2 separate regions of the Oryctolagus cuniculus genome follow, and region 1 is linked to region 2. Evidence: chromatin contacts called from public Hi-C data. All regions are on one chromosome and are shown on one strand. Each heading gives the region's core, a stretch centred on a gene start, on an enhancer-like site or on the middle of the called end of the contact. The rest is flanking DNA. Distances are from core to core; before and after follow the strand shown. Region 1 overlaps LOC127493424 (a long non-coding RNA gene). Region 2 overlaps LOC138850618 (a long non-coding RNA gene).

What was found. Hi-C and Micro-C count contacts between places; a contact is called where the count stands out from the background.
Region 1: a Hi-C map of skin fibroblasts shows a contact between it and region 2, with 2.0 times the contacts expected there. The contact joins two enhancer-like sites. A contact is called at or near these places in 4 of 6 Hi-C or Micro-C datasets (ear pinna, psoas muscle, skin fibroblasts and 1 more).

What each region holds. Positions count from the first base shown.
Region 1 is chr7:83,971,096-83,978,243 of mOryCun1.1, forward strand. All of the region lies in intron 1 of LOC127493424 (a long non-coding RNA gene), which reads right to left. Among named protein-coding and RNA genes, the nearest start is that of LMO4, 190 kb to the left of the region's middle. Within about 2 kb of position 3,561, at least 2 of the 8 cell types and tissues checked have an H3K27ac peak or open chromatin away from gene starts, as enhancers often do. A contact at or near this core is called in ear pinna, where this site is marked.
Region 2 is chr7:83,832,989-83,839,661 of mOryCun1.1, forward strand. LOC138850618 (a long non-coding RNA gene) reads right to left here. Exons shown (of 2, transcript XR_011390595.1): 2 at 4,720-5,034. Among named protein-coding and RNA genes, the nearest start is that of LMO4, 48 kb to the left of the region's middle. Within about 2 kb of position 3,798, at least 4 of the 8 cell types and tissues checked have an H3K27ac peak or open chromatin away from gene starts, as enhancers often do. A contact at or near this core is called in ear pinna, where this site is marked.

The DNA.
Region 1 (7,148 bases), core at 2,311-4,810, 140 kb after region 2:
CAGAGATGGGAGGCCACTGCAGCCTGAGCCCAGTTCGCTGACCTCTAAAATAAGCCGCCTGATCCATTCAGCAAAGCAGAGAGCGACTTAGAAAACAGGTGTTCCATGGCAGGTACCAGCCCCCCGGTACTGACTATTCATGCTAACAATTTTACAAACAAGTGAGTTTCTTATACATTCATCGCCACCCCCAGGCATTCATATTCTTTTTAAGTACAGAAACCTTAATTAGATTTTGACCACAGACCCGGATTTGACTTACCCTGACAGGGTTTCCATTAGTGTAATCTGTGGGGGAATTCACTGTTTTAACATCTGTGTGCCTGAGGCCTATCTCACATTTACTGCAAAACTCTGAAAAGCCTCTCTTGTACGGCTGGATGTTTCCTCATGCTCCCAATTTCACAGAAGTCATTTCAGCACCAAACGGTAATTAGCAAAGGGATGGGCCTCAGCTGACATGAATGCAATTTATTGTTTTCCACGAGGCCCTGAACCAAGCAAACAAAGAACACAGTCGAGCTGTCTGGCATTTTATTAACTTGTATTGTGCAGTGTACCTTACTGAAGGGAGATCTTCGAGAGAAATGCAGCCGTTTGTTGTGTGGCAACACGCAGACTTTGGAAGAATATTAATTTCAGTTCAATTAGGCAAGTTTTGTGGTACCTCGGCCTGTAATACAGGACAGCCACTTTTATAATTATCTTCCGTATTAACTTTATCATCACCAGACTTTTGCATAAATGCAACCTTTCATCTTTAAAATGCCAACACTTCTTCAATTTTGGCAACCGTACAGCACAGCTAATTATTTGCTCATTATGTGTGGTTAACTGATGAATCATTAATAAATGAATGAATGGCTAATATATTTTTACGGTAATTGGAGATATAACTGATTGCAGACTTCCTTAGCTTCTCCAAACGGCGCTGAATGAGCAGTGGCTGCCTAATTGTTTACAGATGATATTTATGCCCCCACCCAGTGTTTCCCACACTTGTGGTTGATCACTGGCAAATTCTCATCAGTCCAGGGTGGCAGCTCGCCGAGCACCAGTCTGGGCAGAGGGGAGTGGGCGGCAGCCTGACCACGCTCCCTTTATTGCGTTTCTGTCACCTCATTTGTTTCAGCTCAGCTGACACGTAGCCATGTATGGGCCTCATGACCATTTGCTAGCAATTGGAAGACTGCTTGTGGACTGTATTTGCCTAAGCGTTGGCAGGGCCACGGCTGTGACACTGCTGCGGTTAGCCCTCATCAGAAACATAGAAAGACTCAGATGCTGACACACAAACACTCGCACCGGCCAGCTGCCACTTGTCTTGTTTGGCACATGCAGGGCAGTGGCCACCCAGCCTGGTGTCTCTGTGGTTGAGAAGCTAAAGGAGACCCTTTGCAAAGTTTGGGCAAGAAGCCTGAAGTTCAGTGTGCACCATTGACAAAGGCCCAGAAAATTAAAGCAACCAGAGATCCTGTGACTGCCTTCCCTGACTCCCCACTCTCCACGGCTGGTTCAGGGGTTTGGAGAGGAACTGCCAGGTTACAAAAATCAGATCGATCAGACGGCAAATCAGTCAGCACCTATAGGTTAAAAACAAAGAGTCTGTATTTGTTGACAATTCTTGTGAAAATGAAAGATAGAACTCTGGCCAAATCCAGCTTGTGTAGCTTCATACCAACAGACAGAAGATCAAGTTAAAAATGCAGAGGAGATTACCAATTCTTAATTATAATTATTTAACCAGGTGGGTAGTTTCTCCTAATGAACATTTCCATGAAAACAGAATAACTAATGACAGCCTTAAAGAAGCCTTTGTCTTTCCATGTACTAATGATCACATCTATAAATATGCAGCAAGGCCCCCGTGTACATTGCTAATGATAAGTAATTAAGCACCAGGCGTGGGAAGCCAGTGAAAAGGGTCATGTTAATGCAAGAGAGGAAATTAAAAATGCAATAAAATAAGTTGCCTAGAAAAGATTAAATAAACTTCTGGCTTCTCCTCCTTCCAGAAGGAAAAAGAACCGTTTCCCCGTTCTCACATGAAAACCTCGTCGGGTCATTCAACAGCTGGTTATAAAGTCAGACAGTACAAGCCACGCGCTTGTTCTCTGCCCCCATCTCGGCGGCACCCCGTAGGACTGCAGGCGAAGGGTGTGGCTCAAAGCAAAGGGTACTTTGGGTTACTAGAAAAGAAGGGCCCCTTAGAAAAAGGAAGCAGTCGGCCATCAAAGCCGGGTGCCTGCCTGGGCCAGGGAAGCTGGACTTTGGTATTGCCAGGGTACCACTTGTTTATAAGGCCCCGTTGACCTGCCTGAGTTTTTTTCTCAGCTTCTGGGTGAACAGAAAAAACAAGACAGACGCGTTTTCCCATAGAATGAAACAACGTCCCTCCTCCTTGGCGACGTCGGCTTCCCCGCTGGGACCGCAAGCTCCTGGGCGTGAGCCTGGGACTGGGACTCTGTACGCCTTGGCACCTGGGCTGGCACAATGCCGCTGAACACGGTAACCAACACTCAAGGCGCGTCCGTTTGTCATCAGCCCCTTCAACACCATTCCCAATCACAGCAGCCACGCCCCCATCTCCCAAACCCTACACCGCAGCCACTTGCTCTCATTCAGGTCCCAAGGAAGGTCCAGATTCTTTCTCGAGGATGTATCATCACCAAAAGGAACAGAAAAGTGAGGCTGTGAGGAAAAAGACTGGTCTTTGGAAAACAAAAACCAACCACCTCGCGCAGTTGGCTGCGAGCCTGGCGTTCAGGGAGTGAACAGGCGTCCCAGCGTTTCCTCTGAGCCTGCAAGACGCACGCAACGACTGCGCCGCCCTGGAGGCGGACGCTCTTCGCTGGGGACGATTTCGATTCTTTTTCAGAAGTGTCTTCGTCGAGCTCTCAAACCACTTACTATGTTTTCTCTCCTACGTCTGGCACTCGCTGATCTATTTGCAGCCTCTCTCTCAAGGCCCGACCAGTCCCCATCTCTCAGTAGGTGAAGCTCACTTCCCACAAGTCCTGTTTTTTGGTGTATTTTTTTTCTTTATTTTTTTCCTTTCTTTCTAAACGATTTCCCCTCCTTTTTTTTTTTTTTTTTTTTTTTTTTTTTTTTTTTTTTTTCTCTCTCCCTTAAGCTAAGTTCTACGAGACAGGTCGGGGCTTGGCTGCTTCCGCCTGGGTTCAAGACTCCTTCTGAATTCAAATGAATCACTTCCTTTCACATACACTCTTCCACAAGGCCACACTTCTTTTGTTATCACCCTGTTGTCATCGCAGGCCTGCGCGGCTCTCATAAAGGCAATTTAGTACCTGACATTCGAGCCACGCGTGCGCCGCGGCCCAGATTTGCCTCCCAAGCCCGCGGCCTGCGGGGAGGCGGCGGCGGCCCCGGGGACACCTGAGGTGCCTCCTGCGTCAACCCGGCAGGCGGGGCGCGCCGGCTGCGGAGCCGCCCTGCCCTCGCGGCGGCGGCAGCGGCGCCACTCGGCGGGCTTACCCTGACCCCCAGCGGCCGCCGCCGTCACCCGGGCCGCGCCGCGGGCCCCGGACGTCCTCCCCGCCACACACAAGGGACCGCGGGGGCACCGTTCGCTGTCGTGGACAATGAAGAACGAACTTGGGTTCTCAGCCCCCGAGGGACATTTCGCAACTGCAAGTTTCACAACTCAGTGCCCTGGGAAGCCAGACCGACAGTTTCCCCGAGCTTTCGCGCCACACCTCGCGCCATTTGCGGTGGAACCTCCCCCTCTCCGGTTTCTCCGCCTGGGGTGGGCGGGGGTCCCCGCCGGGTCCGGCCCGGTGCTGCCGACTCAGCACTTTCTCAACCGTGCAGCGTGGCGCCCCCAGCCCGGGGGCGAGGAGGCTCCCGCCGGCCTCTGCGCACCCGCCTGCCTGCCCCAGCTGTTTCATGGTGTCAGCCAGCGGAGTCCTACAACCCGAAGGCAAGCCTCCGTGTCTGCGAAGGGCGATGGAGGTAGCGAGCAAGCCTGACCCGGGTGGGAGCCTTGCGCGGCCAGCAGCAGCTCCAACACAGGACGCCCAGTTATGCAGAGACATGGCTGCTACAAGCATGTCCCAAATGTGGCGTGAGGCGTGTTTATACCGAGAAGTACGGTTGGCCTATCAGAAATTCAGATTGAACTCGAGGACCCCTATTTCATCTGAGACCCTTCCTCGCTGAGAAAAGAGGGGTTCTGTCTGAGGATTTCACAGCTCAGCTTCTGACCAGCTCCACCGACAGTTTGAGGCATCTGAGTTGGACAAGGATTTCTTTAACGCACAATGGCCTGAATTTGGCTTTTGGGCAGCCTGTCGAGGGTGGGGGGATTGGGGGAGGTAGATCAACCTCCTTGACCTTAGCCTGCTTCTCAGCCCAGTTCCCCTTTCTCCCTCCCTGCCCTGAAGGGGACTTTACCCACAGCCAATCTTCCCAAAGTGCCTCCCTGTGTCCTCGCTCACAGATGTTAAACCAAAGGTCAAAACCAAGGTGACGACTTTTAGGGGTAACAGATTAAACTGCAGCTGGCTCTTCAAGGGCTAGGGGTGGCTACCTCTGAACTCCCGTTTGTACCCAATGAAATGTAAAAAGGGTCAGAAAATCAAGTTTTGAATGACTATTATCTTCCACTTGCAAAAGGAGGGCTATTGCCTTGGGAATACAGTCTGTATCTGTTACCCACAGCTCTGAAAACCACCTCTGCAAGCTTGTCAGTTAGACCAAATGTTAAATGGAAAATATTTGGCGGGATTTAAAATTAGACCCGTGCACATTACTTACAGATGTTTCCATGCAAAACACTTGAAACTGAACCACATCAAGTCATAAACCCCACAATGGTGTATTTTTTTATACCCTAAGTTAATTTTTATTATATAAGTAGCCATATGAAGAAGGTATTGCATACTGCTTAAATTAAATACGGAGGAATGAAACCAGCAGTATCCCTTTACAGCATATGGAACCAGCAAATCAAATTACAAAGCTTTCCACATCTCATTAACTGCAATGAGTACAGTGAGTTTTCTAATAAGTCACATCTTTTTCATGTGAGTGGTGAGCAGTGACTTATTGTACGAATTCACGGGATGACCCTTGTGCTGAAATTAAGAACTAATCTAAAATGGGCAGGGTCATCTGGTCAAGCCTGATCATAACATTTCCTCATTATTGTTTTAGTTGGCATTGAAGCATATGTTTTCCTGGTGCCCCAGCAGAAAAATGCCTTTGATAATTTCACTGACAGCAAATAACCCACACACTGCCATTTAATGAGTTCGGGCAGGATTAGCTGACAATAAAGAATATAGTATAAATGTTTTTATTAGAACGGATTTATTTTTTAGCTGAAAAAAAGAGAGAGAGAGAAGTCACATGGAAATGCTGAGGCGACTTCTAACCCTGCGATAGCCCTGTTTGTGGCGCAAGTGAAAAAGCAGAAAAAGGAGCCCAGAGCCCAAGAGCCAGAGCCAGGGCTGCCCGAGCTGGTGCTTCGGGCTGCAAATGGTGAAAGGCAAATAGCAGCTGGAACCCACACTCAGACGGCTGGTTCCTCCTTTGCACAACAAGAACAAAATACTTCTACAATTGCTCATCATGTGGCCTTTGGTTGAGATGAATTACCAATTTACACCCTCTTGTGTTTGGAGAGAAGCAAACTGTGCTCTTTTGAGGCGAGAATCAGGAACCTAAAATCATTCAAAACTTCTTGTTTGTGAGGCCAGAGTGAGGCCAAAAATCCATTTCCCTCTGTGCTCTAAGCCCTTTCAATGGGGAGTTTCTCACCATCTGCACTAATAAGTATGGACTGGTGTGCGTATAACATACGAGGAGGGGAAGGGAAGAGGGAAAGGATTTTAAATGGTTGCAAATTGCTCTCCTGCTGAGATAACAGCGGTTTGCATGGGAGCCTCAGTTGTCACACATTAAGAATGGGCATTTGGCTGCTTTTCACGCAGCTGTGAGAGAAGGGCTATGTTTCAGAACTACCAGCGAGGAATGGGCTCCGGAGTACTGGCTGAAGGAGATGGGCTTTCCAGCGGCATCCTGCCCGGAGCTCCAGCAGGACAGGCGACAGGAGAAGCAGGCCAGCCCCTGAGGCTGGGAGCAAAGGCCTCACTGAAGCCCTAGGATGGAGACACGCAGGCCATAAGCGCCAAGGTCCAGAGTTGGAGGCAAAGCCAGGTCAGTGCAGCCCACTGTGCAATCAAGTTACCCTTGAGGTCAAGGTGAATTTCCTGAGGACCTGGAGGCCTAAGACTGGCCCCTAGGCACAGTGGTCATGGGGAAAACTCCTTCTTGGGAAGAATGCAAAAGCCAGCAGTGAGAAAAGCACAAGATGAGAGCCAAGTGCCTGGGAGTTGGCAGAGCCGAAGGAGACCCAGAGGGCTCCTCCCAGACAGAAGGAAGTGACTCCCTTTCTCTAACCTGATGCGTAACTGTGGGTGCTTTGGAGAGACTGCCCGGTGAGACAGGAACACGTGTGGCAGCCTCAGTGGGTGTGGCATGGCCAGGACATCAGCAAATGCACTTGGGGCATCACTGAGGACTGTGAGAGACTTCTGGCCAAAAGCTCTCCAGTTACATCCTCCAGCATCTGGCACAGCTCAGAGATGGGAGTGCAGAGCCCAAGTCACCCACCTCCCGCTCCAATGCTCAGAACACAGTGGAAGTGGGGTATGGCTGGGAAGCACGGGGAGTCAGAAGCCTGGAGTCCAAGGGGGCAGGTGAGGAACCCAGCAAAGTGTCAGCTCCCGGGCCCAAGCAAGAAAGGAGCATCAGGCTGGGAAGTTGGAGGCCAGGAAAGAGCCCCAGGGAGAGGTGACTGATGAAGCAGCTGTGGCTGAGCCCACCAACGAGAAGGCCTTGTTGTAGGTGCCGAATCTTCGGGAACACCCACAGCAGGGATGGGGTGGAGGAGCCATTAAACACATAACTGATGCCCGGTGAGAAGGGATTGCCAGTTCCCACCGCAAGCAACTGTTCAGGAAAATTATACATGGTTCACCCATCATGTTGTTTTCAGTCTTCAAAATGAAGCCCGTGTTAAAGCCTTTCTCACCTAATTTCACCCTTCAGTAGTCAGTGAGCCTGCCAAGCCCACGCAGACCCTGGCTCCCTAACTGGAACCTAGACAAGGACCATCCTTAGCA
Region 2 (6,673 bases), core at 2,548-5,047:
AGAATTCAAGAGTTCACCATGGTCAGGAATTAGGACAGCAGCCAGGAACAGCTGGAGGTTGGCACTGAAGCACTGCCATGTCTCTCCGTCATCTTCCTCTCTCCCACAGCAGGACCAACCTCACACGGCAGGATGCATGGCACAGAAAGCCCCCGAGGCCAGCGTCCAGGGGCCGCGGCCATCAGAGGGAGGACACTCTTCCCTTGGTGCCAGTTTAGAATCTTTGAGGAAAGATTCAAGTCGGCCTGCTTGGGGTCGGTGTCCACTGCAAGGACAATAAGCCCCGGCCAGGGCTTGGGGAGGGGGTAAGGCGGTGCCATTCAGGAAGACCAGGAGGACGCTTGCTGGTGCCAGTCCTGGAGAGAAGTCAGCTGGCAGCCAGGAAGCATCCCAAAGATGACTCCTGCTCACAGAATGCTCAGGACACCAAGAAGGGAGTGAGCACTCTACTAGGAAACCGCACCCTAGGGTGTTTCTTTTTTATCATCTCATCGTGAAAATCCTAAACAAACTCTGAACTTTCAACTCAAGTAAGCTGAACCCACACAACTACAAGCATACGTGGACACTTTTCCAGTGATTTTCTAGTCAACAGAAAGTTGAAAGTGGTCAGTAAACGTGAACTGCTTACATGCATCTAACATTTTGCTAAACATTGCAGGGATGGAATGGTTGGAGGAATCAGATGAAATAAGGTTCCATGCCTGCCCCTAAGAAGCTTACTCCCCAGGGCCAGCGCTGTGGCATAGCAGGTAATGCTGCCGCCTGCAGTGTTGGTATCCCATATGGGTGCCAGTTCGAGTCCCGGCTGCTCCTCTTCCGATCCAGCTCTCTGCTGTGGCCTGGGAAAGCAGTACAAGATGGCCCAAGTCCTTGGGCCCCTGTGCCCACATGGGAGACCCGGAAGAAGCTCCTGACTCCTGGCTTCGGATCGGCGCAGCTCCAGCCGTTGTGGCCATCTGGGGAGTGAACCAGTGGATGAAAGACCTCTCTCTCTCTCTCTCTCTCTCTCTCTCTCTCTCCCTCTGCTTCACTCTTTGCGTAACTCTGACTTTCAAATAAATAAATAAATAAATAAATCTTAAAAAAAAAAAGAAAAAGAAAAGAAGCTTACTCCCCGATGGAGCCACCTTGGACCAGAGCAGGCCATGGGAACCATGTCATCCACAGTTTTCCCAGTGAGTTCTCAGGAGGCCAGCAAAGAGCCGGCGGGAGGAGTGGCAGTGGTGAGGAGGACAGGTCCTACGAGGCCAAGCAGGAGCTCTGAGTGCCTTGGCCTACTTCTAGAACATCTCTTGCTACACCCGCTCTGTATAACTTCATGTAAGACAGCGTATGTAGAAAACAAAAAAGATTTGTACTCCTATAAAAATGTTTGGACACCCCAGGTACGCAGCAGCACCGTCCCTCGGCTCCGGGAGATCTGCTGAACAGGAAGCACTTTTCTCACAACCATGTTAAGGTCTGGCTGGCTAAGGCACACCTGCTCCTGGAGCCCTCTCCTCCTGACCCCCTGCCCAGCCACTGTTCTACCACCCACCCACCCTTCACTGGCATGAAACAGCTGGGGAAAACCATCACCCAGAGGTCTCATAGGAGGATTCGGAGAAGAGAGATTATTCTCTGGAATTTTTGCTCACTAATCAGCAGTGGGTCAAACAGCACCGCTTTTTGGGGGGTGGGCCAGATGGAGAAGTGGAAGGAGAGGGATGCTGGCACAGCTGAGACTGTGCACCACGCATGGCGTTAGGGGCTTGGCATGTGAAGGTGGGTGAGAAGGCAGCTCGGAGAGGAAAAGGAAGGCTGCGGGGGCGGGGGGCGGGGTGGAGCAGGGCGAAGCGTATGCGAGAGATTCGGAGGTGAGGCCAGCCAGGCCGTTTCTTCCCTGGCCTTTGTGTCGCACGTTTGAGGCCCCGAAGCCACTGACTCCACATTTGCTCAGAAATTCATAACCAGGCGCTTTACAACAGGTTGCTCTCTATGCAAATACAGGTATTCCAGTAGTAAACGCGAATTGGGAGTTACTGTGCGGTAGGCACTGCGTCTGCGGTCAGGCAGAACAGGGGCGGCTTGGGTTGGCTCCGGCTGGCGTCCCTACAATCCAGTATCCTGTGGACCTCCAGTTGCTTGCTGAGGGTGGGAGGAACTGGTTTTCTGCTGATATAATTCATACGTGTCTTTTTGGGTATTCAAAACTGGAGAATTATTTCATGCACTGAAACATTTTAACTTAATTAGAATTGCCTTCCATCTCACTTATTTCACTCTCATAACTGAATAGTGTTTCTTTCAAAGCAGAGAGATAACTTATCTTGATAGAGTTGTTAAAATCTTGTTCGGATTTTGCTTAAAAATCTAATTTCTTAGACTTTCAGGCTGACAGAATGCGGGCCATGTTTCATTCTTGTTGTCGCTTACGATTCTCTAAATCAGACACTGCTTAGGGAACCAGGCCTCAGGATTCTAGTCTAGATAACAGCATAGTTCTTCAGAATACAGCCAGGGGACCGGCGCCATTGGTTTCGGGTTTTCAGCTGCCGATAGCTGCTAGTTTCGGTAGGTGGTGGCAAGGCTCCATTTGCACCCTGCAACCCAGCAACACTCGCCAACTAGGATACTTTTTGTCTCTCTGAAGCTCACTGTCTGCTCATGCAGTTACATCAGGCTGGTGTGTAGAAACCTGAGTTACTGGAGTCACATTGGTCACTTCTTTCCGAGGTGTTCGGCAGCCTTAAACATGGACCCCCAGGTAGCTGCCCTGATGGGCCAGCTCTTCATATGGCTTCTATTGTGCCAATTGTTCTCATGCACTTAATCCTCATGAGAATGCTAAGAAAATAGGTAATATGATTATACCCATTTTACAGATGAACAAATTGAGGCTTAGAGAGATTATATAACTTGCCTAGGGGCAAACTAACTGGAAAGCAAAAGCCAGTTTGACCCAGAATGTGTGATTTCACAGCCTGTGCTCTGACAGTGCACTGAGTCCTCTGGCAAACACACTGCGTTTATATTCATGGCTTAGAGTTTCTGCCAAAATGGCTATTTCAATGTTTAGTGATTTATGTTTAATTTACTTGAAAGCAGTGTAATAGAGAAAGAGACGTAGAGAAAGAGATCTTCCTTTTGCTGGTTTACTCCCCAAGTGCCCACAACGGCCAAGGCTGAGCCAGGCCAAAGCCAGGAGCCAGGAACTCCATCCAGGTCTCCCACATGAGTGGCAAAGACCCAAGACTTTGAGTCATCATCTGCTGCCTTCCAGGGTGTGCACCAGCAGGAAGCTGGATCAGAAATGGAGCTGAGACTTGAATCCCAGCACCCCATAATGGGATGCAGGCATCCCAAGCCATGACTTAACCATCATGCCAAAACGGCTGTTTTCAACTTGAGATGTACAAGGTCAAACGTCCTGAATTTGTGTTACTAATGCTTAATTTTCCCAAGGTAGCACTGTGTGTGCTATAGGAAGAGCATGGAACTAAGAGGCCTAGTCTGTGCTTAGGAAACACTTGTGGAATCAAGAAAGCACAGCTCACTGGGTACTTTAACAAAAAAAAAAAAAGGATTTGATTGATTTATTTGAAAGGCAGAGTTATAGAGAGGAGGAGAGACAGGGCTCTCCCATCCACTGGTTCACTCCCCCAGATGGCCACAAAGGCCAGGGCTGAGCCAGGCCGAAGCCAGGAACTTCATCTGGGTCTCCCATGTGTGCACAGAGGCCACTTTGGCTATCTCTACAGCTCTTCCCAGGCCATTAGCAGGGAGCTGGATTGGAAGTGGGGCAACAGGGACTCAAATCAGCATGCATATAGGCTGCCGGCTTTGTAGGAGGTGGGTTTACCCACTATTCCACAATGCCGACTCCTATCATTTGGGTACTTTCTCCTGGGTATTCAAGGGGACATTTTAGTTAATGACCCCACAGTTTATGCCACATCACAAGGGCTGTAAAACATTGCAGTGTAAGCACCCAAAACCACCATCACCGTTTACTGAAAATCTACTTAACTTGCTTCACATGATAGACATCGGGGAGCAAGGATTATGGGGAAGACTTTTCGCTCAAAGCAGCCTCTGCCTCTAACTGCTATTTTGTTCAACTTGTCTTCCCTTCTAACTTTGTCCCAGAAAAAATCCCTAGGGAAATGGAATTAAGCTGTTTCCCAGATTTACTTTTCAAAATTAGGCCTGGGCTGGCCTTCAACACAGCAAACACATTCTGTGTAGTCACAGGGGACGCCTGCATTGAATTCCTGGACCAGCTACGAAGCTTTGGGGGCCAGGCAGGCTGAACAAGCTCAAGAAAAACGCAGAGGTGGGCGTTTTGTGCCGTCGCCCACCACGCGGCTCTGTCCTTTCCTTTGCTCTCGCCCTTCCCTGCTCTTGGGAACCCTGTCTGTCTGTAGCCTGTGCTTGGATCTGGGGCTGGGGAGCTGGCAGCGGCGGTAACTAAAGCAGGCCACAGCGTCCCACGGGCGCCCGGGGACCATCAGCAGAGTGAGTGCAATGGTCCTCCTTCTCGGAGCTGGGGGGCGGCGTGGGGTTTCTGACACTGGCTGCTGCCTGCTGTGGTGACTCATCGGAGCAGAGGGCCCATCTGTAAAAGCTAGACATCGTCAAGGACTTGGCTTCATCATTTGCTTGGGAACGAAGAAATTCAATTTTAAATCTGCATATTCATCATTCTGGGAGAAATAAACACAGTGTGAAACTAACTAAAATATTTAATAGTCAACATTTAATAATTCCCCAATCATATGTGGGACAAGATTTCATTCTAAGGAATTGTAGCTCTCATACATATGTAATTATACAGGCAGGATTCGAGAAAGCTCTCTTTCTTTCCCATAATAGGTTTTCTTTCATTCTGTGTGGGTTTTCAACAGATTGCCCCCAAGAGGAAAATCCTGCCCACAATGTCCTTCCCTCGCAGGGCTGAGGTCATGGTGTTTTAAGCATCACTGGAATTTCCTTTGCATCCAAGCCTTTCTTATCTTCTCATCCTTTAAGTCGTGTTTTCCTTGCATTCTCCTGAAAAACAAGCAATGAGAAAACAACAACAAAATCTGAAAAGAAGATGCAGAACGTCTGTGCGAATTCCGGTCCTGTCGCAGTGAGAGCCACTTCAGCAGGAAGCCCTCGTCAGTGGCCAGCTCTCCTTGTCTCTTAGCCACAAGGAGATGGCTTCGGCCCTGGGAGAATGTAATCTACTGGTTCCAATAGTTGGGTGCAGGGAGGACATTTTAGGAGTCGAAATACTAGTGATAGATTTCGCCAATAAAATTGTGGATTTCACCAAGTCTTCTTAAAATGTTTAGAATGGGGTTGATGTAGAAGCAGGGATGTGGAACCTTTTTTCGGCCAAGGGCCATTTGGATATTTATAGCATCAGTCGTGGGCTGTACAAATTGATCAGCTTAGAAATCAGCCTGCTAGGGGCTGGCGTTGTGGTGTAGGTAGGTACCGGTTCACATCCCAGCTGCTCCATTTCTGATCCAGCTCTCCATTTAGTGTCCTGGGAAAAGCAGCCAAAGATGGCCCATGTGCTTAGATCCCAGGACCCACATGGGAGACCCAGAAGAATGCTATGGCTCCTGGCTTCAGCCTGGCCCAGCTGTGGCCATTGTGACCCTCTGGGGAGTGAACCAACACATAGTGCATCTCTCTCTCGCTCTCTCGCTCTTGCTCTCGCTCTCACCCTCTCTCTATAACTCTTTCAAATAAATAAATGACCCTTTCTTTAAAAAAAAAAATGATCCTGCCTTAGAGTCCTTGAGTTCTGCGTGCCTCCTGTGGTTGCCTTGGCAGGGCCAGGTCAGGTGATTTTGCTGGCCCCATCCGACCCACAGGCCCGACATTCCCCACTCCATATGTGGAGGGTGTGCCTGGAGCTAGCCTTTACAGAGTATCCACAAGTGCCATTATTTCCTACCACACAAGAAATTAACAAAATCTTAACCAATCCCTCTTGCAAAGACATTATTCAGTGATAACAAGTCCCAGTATGAAGAATCCAGGTTTCCTTCTGTCTGATCATATGGCCGTTTTCCCAACTGTTTCACACCTGCTAATGGAGTGTGACAAGCAAATCGCATTTGGCTGAGTACATGGCCCCACACGAAATGACTCCACAACGATGAAGCTTCTAAGCATCGGCCCCCTAATCTACCACTGCTTTGGGGCTTGGTGCCTTCCCTGTCATGAGCGATTTCAGTGCCCTGATCAGGGCAGACTTGACAGATTCTTTATCAATGTCAAATGTTTTTTGTGGTTAAGTCCAGTAACGCTAAAACAAAAGGCCTCCTAGATATTAGATATATGGGGGCATTACGGAATTCTCTTGCAGGCAATATTTTTTGGTCAACCTATGAAAAAGAAAAATGGAGTGAACGCTGAAGCGAAAGGAAGATGCCACAGAAGTCCTGGCAGTTGTTTTCATGGAAGTCAGACAACGTGAATGGCATGGGCCCATCGTTCGTCCCTCCTGTGTTCATGTTAAACTAGAACAAAGAGAAATGGCCAGCAAAGAAAGCAATGACCTAGGGGGAGGCGACTAAGTCTCAACAGACTTTTGATTTCAGGAAACAAGGTAGCATTGCTGAAAAGCACAGAGCCCCTTCCCCAGCTCACAGGCATACTCGCGTGTGTGCATCCACCCTACTGATTAAAA